Linked DNA regions of Sus scrofa: region 2 is linked to region 1. The links are chromatin contacts, called in public Hi-C maps. All regions are on one chromosome and are shown on one strand. Each heading gives the region's core, a stretch centred on a gene start, on an enhancer-like site or on the middle of the called end of the contact. The rest is flanking DNA. Distances are from core to core; before and after follow the strand shown. Region 1 overlaps RRBP1 (ribosome-binding protein 1). Region 2 has its middle 97 kb from the start of MGME1.

Region 1 (6,115 bases), core at 2,398-4,897:
ACGGCCGAGTTTGAGGAGGTCAGGGCGGGTCAGGGTGCAGAAAGGTCCAGGTGGCCCCCTGGGGCCTCTGCTGGGTGGGCATCACTGTGCCTCGTCCCCGCCCCGTCTGTGTGGGTCTGGCCTACTCTCCAGGCCCCCATCGTGTTGTCCCTCATGCCAGGCGCCCTCCATCCCTAAGCGGGCCTGTTAGGTTGATGAGGCACCTGACACTGAACTGCCGCGCCCCTTCCCCTGCCCCCAGGCTCAGGACGCGGCCTGTCGGCTGCAGGGGGAGCTGGAGAAGCTTCGTTGCACCAGTACCCTTGGGTCAGAAGCAGAGGAGGCCATGCAGCTGAAGGTAAAAGGGGGCCCTCGGGTGGGACTGGGGTGGGAACCACCGAGGCCCCTCGGGCAGGGTCCAGGCTAATGTGGTTGGGGGTGGGGAAACCCCCTAAATCTCCAGTACCATATAAGGCGGCCACTAGTCTCTGTGACTAAATTAAGTAGAACTGAGGTTCCTCTGTCACCCTGGCCCCAGGGCACCCTGTCCCCAGTGGCTGCTGCATAGAGCAGCCCTGGCACCACAGGAAGTGCTGCTGGCAGCACTGGAGGCAGCAGAGGCCCATCCCCACACCCTTGGGCCCCCAGCGTCTGTCCCCATGGATGGGCACAGCTAGGCGGCCTTCCTGCCACCTGTCACATGAAGGTTAATCCCCTTAACCCTCTGACCGCCAGGAGAGACTAGAAAAGGAGAAGAAGTTAACCAGTGACCTGGGACGTGCTGCCACCAAACTACAGGAGCTTTTGAAGACAACCCAGGAGCAGCTGGCAAAGGAGAAAGACACAGTGAAAAAGCTGCAGGAGCAGCTGGACAAATCAGTGAGTGCCGCCAGCCTGCCCTCAGTGGGGGTGGGGGTGGGCGGGGGACAGAGGCAGCCCGACAGCCCCCTCGGTGGGACACAGGCCCAGGGCCTCATCCTTACCTGCACCCTGTGCTGCCCTTAGTGCCACTGCCTTCGGCCCAGACGAGGGGCCCTCTCAGCCCTCTGCATCCTCAGCTCCTGGCATGTCGGGCTGGGCTCTGAAGGCATTAGTGGCTTCAGGGTGTTACTTTGCAGGGACGGGAGGTCCCTCCGGTGAGGTGAATGGTCCCCTTGGCCCCAGCCTCTCCCTCTCTCCTCCTCTGTTCACAGGAGGATGGCAGCAGCTCAAAGGAGGGCACGTCTGTCTGAGTCTCCTGCAGAAAAAGAAGTTACTGTTCAACTTACCAAAATGCCTTACACATTCCTTACAAATAAATAAACCGACCAACACAGCGATATCCGGGCCCAACTTCGGTAGCTCTGAGAAGCCATTAGAGACGACAGTCTCTTAGCATCAGAAATAGATCTTCCAGACCCCAGTTTGTAAGAGAACCTTTGTCACGCTGGATAAACACTATTCCCCAGGACCAGCCCGGGATCACCGGCCAGCAGACGCCAAAGCCCTCATCAGCTGTGTGACAGACCTGGGCAGTGTGCTGGGGAGGCCGGGACCTCTGGGTATCTCTGTGTCAATCAGTGCAATTGTTTTGTCGCTCATGGGGTTGGGGGTCAGGTGGTGGGCAGTCCAGGAGGTGAGTCTCAGAGGCTGCGGAGCAGACTGGAGGGTCACAGCCCAGCGAGACAGCAGCCTTCACCCCTGGAAGAAGTTACCACCAGAACTGAAGTGTGACCTCCCAGATGTTAATGCCATTAAAACCCATGTGTCGCCTGGCGCTTCGGTCTTGCCTGGTCTTCTGTGGGGGTTCCCGCAGCTGGTGCTGAGCCGGGTCGAGGAACCAGGGGAGCCAACAAGTATGGCTCCTGGTCCCCGGTGCCTTTCCTGTCATGTCACCCAGGTCCCCATGCCCACAGGGCAGGATGAGGGAGTGGGACCTGTGATGCTAGATGACTTCATGCAGTGACCACAGTCCCCACCCCCCAAGAGCTGAGATTACCTAGAGAGGCTGTGGGGTGCCCTAGGCTGTGAGGTGAGTTCTGGGCATGAACCAGGAGTTCCGTCCTTCTGGCTGCAACCCTGGCAGACGTCCACAATGCAGGAGGGCTGCCACCTTAACTTCCTGTGACCCCAGAGAATCTTTGGTTATGATGTGTTGGGGGGGGGAGGGCTTTGTAGGGAACCTGAAGCTCAAACAAATGGATTTAGAGGTGGGGTCACAGGAGCTTGTAGCAGTCACGGGTCTTGGCGGCACAGCCAATCCTACTTTCAGCTCAGTCCCAAGACTCAGAATCTTGGGAGACAGGCGCTGAAGGGGCTGAACTTTGGCTGGGGGGACCAAGGCCCTGACAGCAAGTGTAGCCAGATACAAGGGTGGGGGTGCCCACGGGAGGGTGCCTGAGAACTGAGGTCTCACCACCTGCCTGGGGCTGTCGAATGTGGGTTTGACGCCTCTCTGGGGTGGTTGTCGCAAAAGTGAAGCATCATGGTGCAGTGTGTCCTGTAGCCACCAGCGGCTCCACATGCCAGCCGCTGCCTGGGGCCGGGCAGTGCTGACCTCAGTCTGCATGACCAAGACCTGGTCCTGGCTTTCAGGGACCACCTGTCTGCCGTTGTGACTCTTGTGTGTTGTGACTGTTGGGATCAGGGCGCTGGAAATTCTGGGAAGTCTCCTCAGAGATATGAGCATAAGCTGGAGCTAAGCAGATGTTTGTCAGGCGGGGAGAAGGGATCCAGGCCCAGGGAACAGAGGTGCAGAGGTAAAGAGCTGCCAGGGGCTCGGGGGGTAAGGCAGGAAGACTTCGTGGAGCCAGGTTATGAAGGCAAAGGGGGCAAGCTGCAGGGGCCACTGAGGTTTTTAAGCAAGGGGAGAAACTTGTAACTGTTCTAGATTCTCTGGTCAAGGAGCCTGCAGGACGTGGGCTCTAGGCCACGGTTTCTGACAGATGGAAAGTAAAGTGTCAGAAGTTATATAAGTTATGGTGTCAGAAGTTATGGAAATGACCCATAACTGCTGACACCCACCACATGCCCAGCCCCATGCTTGGTTCTCATGTGACATCTTCCAGTCCCCATGGGAGGGGAGTTTCTCCTCATCCTGCAAAGGAATCCCCACAGAAGGGAGAGCTCACCTGGCAAAAGGCACAGCAGGCTTCAAGCCTGCCTTTAATGCTGACCCAGCATCGGGAGGCCTGGGCGTCCGCTGGAGGGAAAGGGGTTTCAAGTGTGTGGCAGCCATGCACCATGGCCCCTCACACCACACTCCCGTGTGCCCTGTGTGTCGGGTAGGGACACACAGCTCATCCTCCCGCTCACGGGGAGCTTCACGTAAGGTCAGGGGCTTGGAGTCATCCCTGGTGGGAAACAGGCTAGCCTTGTTCCTGAGCCAGGACCGCCATCAGTGGCACCAGCATTTCCAGGAAGCTCCCCTGCCCCAGTGGCTGCAGGACAGAGAACCCTTATGCTGGGCAGATGCCCCCCCTGAAGGCACAGGAAAGGGGGACACCTGGGGAGAAAAAAGCACAGGAAGGAAGACAGGAGGCCACTGGGCAGGGTGAACCTGGGGCTCCTGCAGCTCCAGGTGAAGCCCTTCCTCCATCCATTCCCCACCAGCACCGCCTCAGCTGTCCTGAGACCCAGCAGTGGCCGCTCCGTGCCAGCAGGGGGAGCGTGAGCATGCCAGGAGCCTGCTGGCTGAGTTCCAGCCTCAGACTGGGGGAGGGGGAGAGATCAAGGAGGGGAGGGAGTCACCCTTAACAGACCCTGCGCAAGAGGCTGAGGGGGCCCCCTGGTGTTCCCCAGGAGCCTGGCCTGCCAGTCTGGCCATTCACAGGTCCTAGTCCTGCATATGGCACAGAACTCCCTCTGCAGTCCCTGGGGACCAACCGCCCAGGCCGGACTGCAACCAGACCCAGGGCAGCGCTGGGAGTCTTCTGAAAACATCTAGTGTAAACCCCTCCCTGCAGAGGCTCCAGGGGCTGACCTGAGGCTGCAGGGTCATGGGGCTCATCAATGGGGCCCACGGTGCTGGCGCCAGCTTTTTGGACTAGCTTCCTCTGGTCATCTCTGAATGATGGTCAATAAAATGCACAAACGCCACTGGGATGCCTGGCCTGTAGGCAGCAAAAACACAAGACACTCCGCAAATGCCTCCTTCCCAAGAGCTTCCTCAGAGGGGAAGGTCTAATAGGACTCAAAGCCCAAAAGAACGATTCCCTCCCCTCCCCAAATCAAACAAAATGACTCAATTCCAGATGTTAGAAATGAAGAACTTGCCAGGGACATGATGAAAATAGCTTAGGACCAGAAAAGGAGACCTGAACTATCCAGCTGTGCTGTCCCTAAGCAAGTTACTTTACCTCTCTGGGCTGGCTACAGGCTCCCTCCCAGGCCCTGCCAGCCACTATGCAGTGACCCTTCTCCCCTGGCTGGGACTGGAGACTGTTCCCCCATGTCACAAATGCCTTAAACCATGACAAGTGCTGTGTCCTTGGGCATATCCGTCTGTCAGTGCAAAAGGCATGAACTGGTGAAGAAACAGAAGCTACACTTCCAGCATGGACCCGCCAGCACTGAGGAGTTCTGAAAAAGGAAACCACCCAACTAAGCCTGGTCTTACTATTGGAGTCACTATGTTCACTGTTTGCTCAGCGATTAATATTTTCTGAAATAACAAACTTTGTAGTCAAGCTCTGAACTTGTTAGCATTGGCTTTGTTTGCTTTTTCCTCAGAACGCAAGAGTAATCATTACATGAACCTTAAGTCAGCTTTCCACAAACACACTTTTGCAATGTGTTAACACTAGTGAAAGGTGTAAATGTGCTGAAAGCAGAGTGTACTTGTATTTTTATTCCTCACTAATGTCAAGCTAAAAGGTCAAAACTTTTTTTTTGGGGGGGTCTTTTTGCTATTTATTTGGGCCGCTCCCGCGGCACATGGAGGTTCCCAGGCTAGGGGTCCAATCGGAGCTGTAGCCACTGGCCTACGCCAGAGCCACAGTAACTCGGGATCCGAGCCACGTCTGCAACCTACACCACAGCTCACGGAAACGCCAGATCGTCAACCCACTGAGCAAGGGCAGGGACCTAACCCGCAACCTCATGTTTCCCAGTCAGATTCGTTAACCACTGTGCCACGACGGGAACTCCAGTTCAAAACTTTTTAAGGGCCAAACCTAGAGCATATGGAAGTTCCCAGGCGAGGGGGTGAATTGGAGCTGCAGCCCTAGCCTACACCACAGCCACAGCAATGCAGGATCCAAGCTACACGTGCGACCTATGCCACACCTTGCAGCAACGCCAGATCCTTAACCAACTGGGCGAGGATCCTCGTGAATACTAATCAGGTTCTTAACCCGCTGAGCCATTACAAAAACTCTGTAATTTTGCATCAGATTTACCTGGAGTCTGTCAGCAGAATCCTTGGGCCCTAACCTCAGGAATCCAAAAAGACTCTCTCAAAAGTGCCCCTAGATAGAGATATAAGTAACTGTTAGCATTTCCCAACTTCTGGAGTCGAGTGGAGTGCTGGGAGCAGCTGATCTTACATCACACCCCTGTGCACTGTTCACAAGCCTCCCCATAGCCCACCTTCCTCCCCACCCTCCATACCTGCACATGGAGCGGTGGTTATACAAGTGGTGTCACATGTCACAAGCTGAAACCACAGAAAAGACTTTCTTCTTCTACAATTCCTGGCTCTATCTACAGACTGTTTCTTAAGGGCAGTCTTGGGCCCTCAATGCCTCCCCAGGGCCTGTTAACACATTCACTAAAAGCATTCCATTGCAGTAGAGAAAATAAATTCAGGATGAAAGAATGACCAGTAGCTTATGGGTAAACTGGTAGCCAGCACTATTTTCAAGATAATTTTGAAAGTAATTTGATCAAACCATAATATTTTTCTGCCTCCCAAATAAATTAGAGAGGAGGCAAAAAAAAAAAAAAAAAAAAAAAAAAAAAAAAAAAAAGAGGTCTGACATTTGGATAAACTCTTAATGTTTAAGAGAAACATTAAGAGAAAAGAAACATTAATGTTTAAGAGACAAATTCCCAACTTTTACACCAACTTTTTCATGCAATCAGAGGAGGGAGCTGTGACCTTAACTCTGTCTGAAATACCCAAATCTCCATACCTACCCCCATACACAGAAAGCAA
Region 2 (5,410 bases), core at 2,666-5,165, 230 kb before region 1:
CCACAAAGGCCCACCAAGTTCAAGGTGGAGAGTCACAGCTCACCTCTCAATGGGAGTGTGTCAAGGTCACAAAGAGCACCTGGGACGGGAGATACTGTTGTGGCTGTTTTTTGAGAATGCCATCTGGGAGTTCCCTGGTGGCCTAGTGGTTAAGGATCTGGCTTTGTCACTAAGGTGGCTCGGTTCCCTGCTGTGGCACAGGTTCAGTCCTTAGCCTGGGAACTTTTGCATGTTGCAGGGGAAAAAAAAAAAGCTATCTGCCCACTGGGCTATAATGGGTTCCAATCCTAGAGCAAAGGGTGAAAGCAAGATGTTCCATGGGCAACGAGGAGCCCTCAGACCCCTCAGTTCCCCTGAGGATTCTCTTTTAAGCTTCTCTGAACAGTTCATTCAAGGCCAAGGTCGGGGCAGATTCATGTGTCCTCCACCCACATCTCTCCTTTCAGCTCTTCTTGTGCCCACCTATGTCCCACTGGTGGGAGGGCTGGGCAGACCCGGGCAGGGCAGCACAGGTGCATCTGCTAGGTGTCTGCTTTTAGGCTGGCAACTTTTTTTTATCTTTTATCTTTTGTCTTTTTAGGGCCACACCCACAGCATACGCAGGTTCCCAGGCTAGGGATTGAATTGGAGCTGTAGCCGCTGGCCTATGCCACAGCCACAGCAACATAGGATCCGAGCAGTGTCTGCGACCTACACCTCAGCTCACGGCAATGCCGGATCCTTAACCCACGGATTGAACCCATGTCCTCATGGATGCTAGTTGGGTTTGCTAACTGCCGAGCCATGAAAGGAACTCATCTTTTTTCTTTTTTGGCCACCCTGCGGCATATGGAGTTCCTGGGCCAGGGATCAGATTCAAGCCACAGTTGCAACCTATGCCACAGCTGTGGCAACACTGGACCCTTTAACTTGCTGTGCCCGGCCAGGGATCGAACCTGTGTCCTGGTGCTGCAGAGATGCTGCTGATCCCATTGTGCCACAGTGGGAACTCCTAGGACAGCAACTCTGGTCCCTCCCAGGCTCTCCGTCATGCGCTCCGGGTGCCATTCTCTCCTCCCCCTCCTCCCTTCCTTGTGGTCAAGTCTGTTCTCAGCATTGCCCATGTCTCTCCTTGAAGAAGGGATTGGTACCCACCCTCATTGATACCCAGCCTCTCACTGACCTGGACTTCTCCACTCCTCTGATATTGCTCTCATGTGGTCACCAGCGGCCCTCTCGCCACCAGATCCCTTCAGTTCTTGGCTTCTTTGGCCTCTCTGCAGCACTGAACATGATCAATTTCCTTCCTTCCAGGAACCCTTCCTGTGGTGCCCCCACATCTTCTCCTACCGCTCAGAATGGCTCCTTATTTCCAGACACATCCCTCGTCCTATTCTGTCATTTACTCTCATGACTTTATCTATCCCCTCTTCACAGGGACTGTGAAATCTATTTCTTTGTTTCTTACTTATGTCATGAGCTCTGAATCTCATAGCTCCAACTGCTCACTAGATACCCTGACCTGGCTGGTCCCAACCATCTTGGATCCGCTGGACTGTGTCTACTTCCCGTCTGACCCACCCCTTCCCATGGGGATGCTGGGCATCACCTTGCAATCTCACACGACTGACCTCAGCACATCACCCGTGCATCCTTCTTCTGCTGCCAGTTTAACCGTATGGAGTTCTAGTAAGTCTGTTGCTAGAATTTCTTGAACCTATTCAATTCTCCATCCATTCATCCTTTTAGTTAGCAACTATTTATTGAGCATGTACTGTTCCAGTGGCTGGAGATACTTCAGTAAGCCAAGCAAGGTTCTTACCGTCTATGAGGGGAGAGAAAGACAATAAGCTGGCAGATAGGCGAAGACAGAGCGTAACCAATGGTGCTAAGAGCCAGGAGACAATAAGGCTGGGTAAGGGGTTGGGAGAAGAGGCAGGTGATCATTTTATGTCAGGTACACAGGGAGAGCCTTACCGACCAGGTGACATTTGAAAAGAGGCCAAAAGGAAATGAGGATCAGCCCCATGGATATTGGGTCTTTCTTCTCCATCCCCGTGGCCACAGCCCCTCATCCTCTCCCCTGGAGCCATGGTCACCACCTTCCCAAAGGGCAATGATGTACCTCCACTCTCATCCTTCCCTCCCACCCCCTTTCAATGCCTTCCTGTCTCCCACAGATTCAAGCTCTTACTCCTGAGAGTAGCCTTCAAGGGCCTTCTCAATTAGGCTCTAACCTTGTCTTCCAGCTAAGTCTTAGGGTGCTCGGCAGAATTGTGCAAGGGCTTGTTCCCCCCCCACCCCCCCCCCACCCCGTATAATCCGCTCCCCAGAAGTGTGGGCAGGACCTGCGATGGCTGCTAGACATGGAATATGGCAAAGGCAGAGAGATGTCACACCCTTGATCAAGTTACCTTATATAAGATTCTGTCTTAGCCAATTTATAAGGCGGGGCCCTGGGGCAGTCTCTGGGAACTTCCAAGGCCTCTAGGACCCCAAGGCCACCTCAAGCTCAGGTGGCCAAGGGCCTCAGTCGTGGAGTTGCAAGGCAGTGAATTCTGCCAATCACCTCATAGAACCGGAAACAGATTCCCCCCCACCCCAAGCCTCAGGGGGATTATAGCTCCAATTGACACCTTCACAGCTCCTGAGCAGAGACGCAGCAGAGTGGTGCTCACCCTGACACAGGGAACCTGCAAGATCATTAATGGGTGCTGCTTGTTACACAGCAGTGGAAAATCACACCTTGTACAAGTCCCTAGACTGGCCCTGCTTCCAAACAAGTTTGTTTTTTCATGCCTTGCGGTGAGCACAAGTTCTCTATGTTTGCTCTCTGTTTAAATCTTGTCTGTCCTTCAAAATCCTTCCCTTCCTTCCTACCTTCCTTCCTTCCTTCCTTCCTTCCTTCCTTCCTTCCTTCCTTTCCTTCTTTCTTTCTTGTCTTTTTAGGGCCACGCTCACAGCATATGGAGGCTCCCAGGCTAGGGGTCCAATCAGAGCTGTAGCTGCCAGCCTATACCACAGCCACAGCAATGTCAGATCCGAGCCAGATCCAAGCTACATCTGTGACCTACACCACAGCTCACGGCAACACTGGATCCTTAACCCACTGAGCAAGGCCAGGGATCGAACCTGCAACCTCATGGTTCCTAGTCATTGGGCCACTATGGAAACTCCTAAAAATCCCATTCTAATGCACCCTGTTCCCCTCCCACTCCCCAATCCTGTAGCCCTTGCGGTTCCCCCACCCCCACCCTCATGAGTTGGCTTGTATTTGTCTGCCGGCCACTCCTCCCTCTTACCCATCTCTCCATCTTTTCATCTCAGAGGGTGGCTTAGGGCCCGGCTTCCAGCACATGAAGGGCTCCTCACTTGGGGATGTGGGGGGTCCTGGTTGGGGTTCATACTGCCCATACATCCCCTCCATTTGCTTGGAGAGAGGTGCCCTGGGGCCATAGCCTTCACCAGCTTCTCAAAGAGGCTTGAGGTCCTGAGAAGATGGAGACCAACAGGCAGGATGGCAAGACAGGAACTTCCATCGGGAGCCTGGCTGCTAATCTTGGCTCGTGAGAGGAACCTGGGGTTCCCTGAGCCTTCCTCTGGGGAGCTGCTGTTCTGACACGTGTCCAAGCACAGTCGTGGCTCCAGCCAGGGATGAAGGTAGTCCAGCCTGGGGAAGGAGCGAGGAAGCAGGGGCAAGGGGAAGGAACAGAAGGGAGCGTCTTGGAGGCCAAGCGGGGCGGATTGGGGTGTGTGTGGGGTGTCCCCTGGGAGGCCGGCTTATTCTGCGCTGAAAGAGGGACTGCGTTTCTGCTTCTAACTGTGCCAGGTGCTGGATAACTGCTCCCGCTGCCAGCTCCCCTGGGCTCTCGAGGACAGGCTCGGCAGTGCCAGGGTATTTTTAGCCCTCCAGTAAGTGGAACAAAGCGCTCAGAGAGGCAGGGCTGCGCTGCTGGCTCTTGGCTGGGGCCGCGCTCAGCGGCGTTCTGAGAAAGCCCAGGACTCCCTCTCTAGCCCTGGGGGCCCGCAAGGGCCGGGTGTCCCGCTCCCTCGCCTCCCTCTGAGGCTGCTTCCCACAGGGGCTTGGAAAGGGACAGTCTCACCAGTGGGTGGGGGCCAGAGATGTGTGCTGAGGGGTCTGGGGGCGAGCAAGGGAACTGGCCTCTCTTCAGGAGGGAGGTGGAGTGCTGGATGCTGGCCTCCCCAGATGGCTCACTCCAGGGGGAGAAAATGATTTGTTCTGGGACCTGCTGGGGCAAGATAGGCAAGGCAGGGGGGCTCCAGGCCAGGGGCTGGGAAGATGGTGGGCCCCTGACCCTGGCTAGAAACACTGATCACTGTAGTGGGAGGAGGTGTGGGGGCGAGCAGCCTGACATCACTTCCTGAGGGCCCAGTGATGAACCATCAAGGTCAGCCTTGACCATTGACCTGCCAAATATTTGCTTGGATCACAGACCCAGCCAACTTTCCGCCCTCATGCCCTGCACACTTGTACCTGGGCCCTGCCACGACCAGACACCCTACCTCTTGTCCCTGGAGGGGTCAGCATTGTTTCCCAAAGGGGCCTTTCCAGGTGGGTGTGGCTGGCAGAACCCCTTCCTGGGGTGCATGGCTGTGGACCAATGAGGATAGGGTGGAGGCTGGGGGTGGAGCCAAATGTCCCCATGAGCCCTTTGTTTGAAGTGGCTACTCCAGTGAAACCGGACTGATGTGATCAAGGTTTGGCACAGCTGCCCATGTAGAACGAACCTCCACAAGGCCAGGCCACCTGCACCTTCTCTCCGTCATGGCTGTCTGCCCCCCTGCCCCCCAAGCCTGGGAAGGAGAGCAGATGGAGGAGGCCGAGAGGGGTTGGCCAGGGCATAGAAAGAAGGAGAGAACAGATCTATCTCTCTGTTTCTCTCCCACACACATAACACCCAACACAACACACACACAGACGCACCTCCCCCTCCCCCACCAAGTGTCCACCCTAGGGATCAGCCACTGTGCTAAGTTCTGCACAGCCATTACCCCCTGAATCCTGGTGACCCTGGAGTAACTTTTGATCCATTTTACCGAGGTAGAAACAGGATTTGGAAAGATGAAGTAACTCGTCCAAGCCTACACAGCTGGGTATCAAAGCCAGGGCCCACGGGCCACCCAGAGCTGCCAAGAAGGGGAGGGAGGGGGGAAAATATTTGGCACCTGTTCTCGGAGATTCTAGAAGCAGGTGGGGGAAGGGGCTGATGGGGACAGGGGGTGTGTTTGCCTGGACCACTTACTTCCCAAGATTGTGGTGGGGACAAACTTCTGTCACTGGAAGCCAAACTCATACTAAACAGTAGGCTTGTGACGTCAACCCCACTCTCTGCCTTTGCCTGTGCTGCCCCCTCAGGCTGCAGCCTTACCTCCGTTTGAGGCAGTCTTTCTTTATCCTCCCAGTTAAAAG

The links. A called contact is a pair of places that touch in the nucleus more often than the background predicts.
Region 2: a Hi-C map of liver shows a contact between it and region 1, with 2.6 times the contacts expected there. The contact joins two enhancer-like sites. A contact is called at or near these places in 1 of 5 promoter capture datasets (liver), 4 of 47 Hi-C or Micro-C datasets (all in liver) and 1 of 2 datasets of contacts at active chromatin or transcription factors (skeletal muscle).

The regions. Positions count from the first base shown.
Region 1 is chr17:26,050,398-26,056,512 of Sscrofa11.1, reverse strand. It overlaps RRBP1 (ribosome-binding protein 1), which reads left to right. Exons shown (of 24, transcript XM_021078037.1): 21 at 1-18; 22 at 242-337; 23 at 715-858; 24 at 1,173-1,736. The coding sequence ends at 1,211. Among named protein-coding and RNA genes, the nearest start is that of DSTN, 55 kb to the right of the region's middle. Within about 2 kb of position 3,647, at least 26 of the 83 cell types and tissues checked have an H3K27ac peak or open chromatin away from gene starts, as enhancers often do. A contact at or near this core is called in liver and skeletal muscle, where this site is marked.
Region 2 is chr17:26,281,801-26,287,210 of Sscrofa11.1, reverse strand. No RefSeq gene overlaps it. Among named protein-coding and RNA genes, the nearest start is that of MGME1, 97 kb to the left of the region's middle. Within about 2 kb of position 3,915, at least 25 of the 83 cell types and tissues checked have an H3K27ac peak or open chromatin away from gene starts, as enhancers often do. A contact at or near this core is called in liver and skeletal muscle, where this site is marked.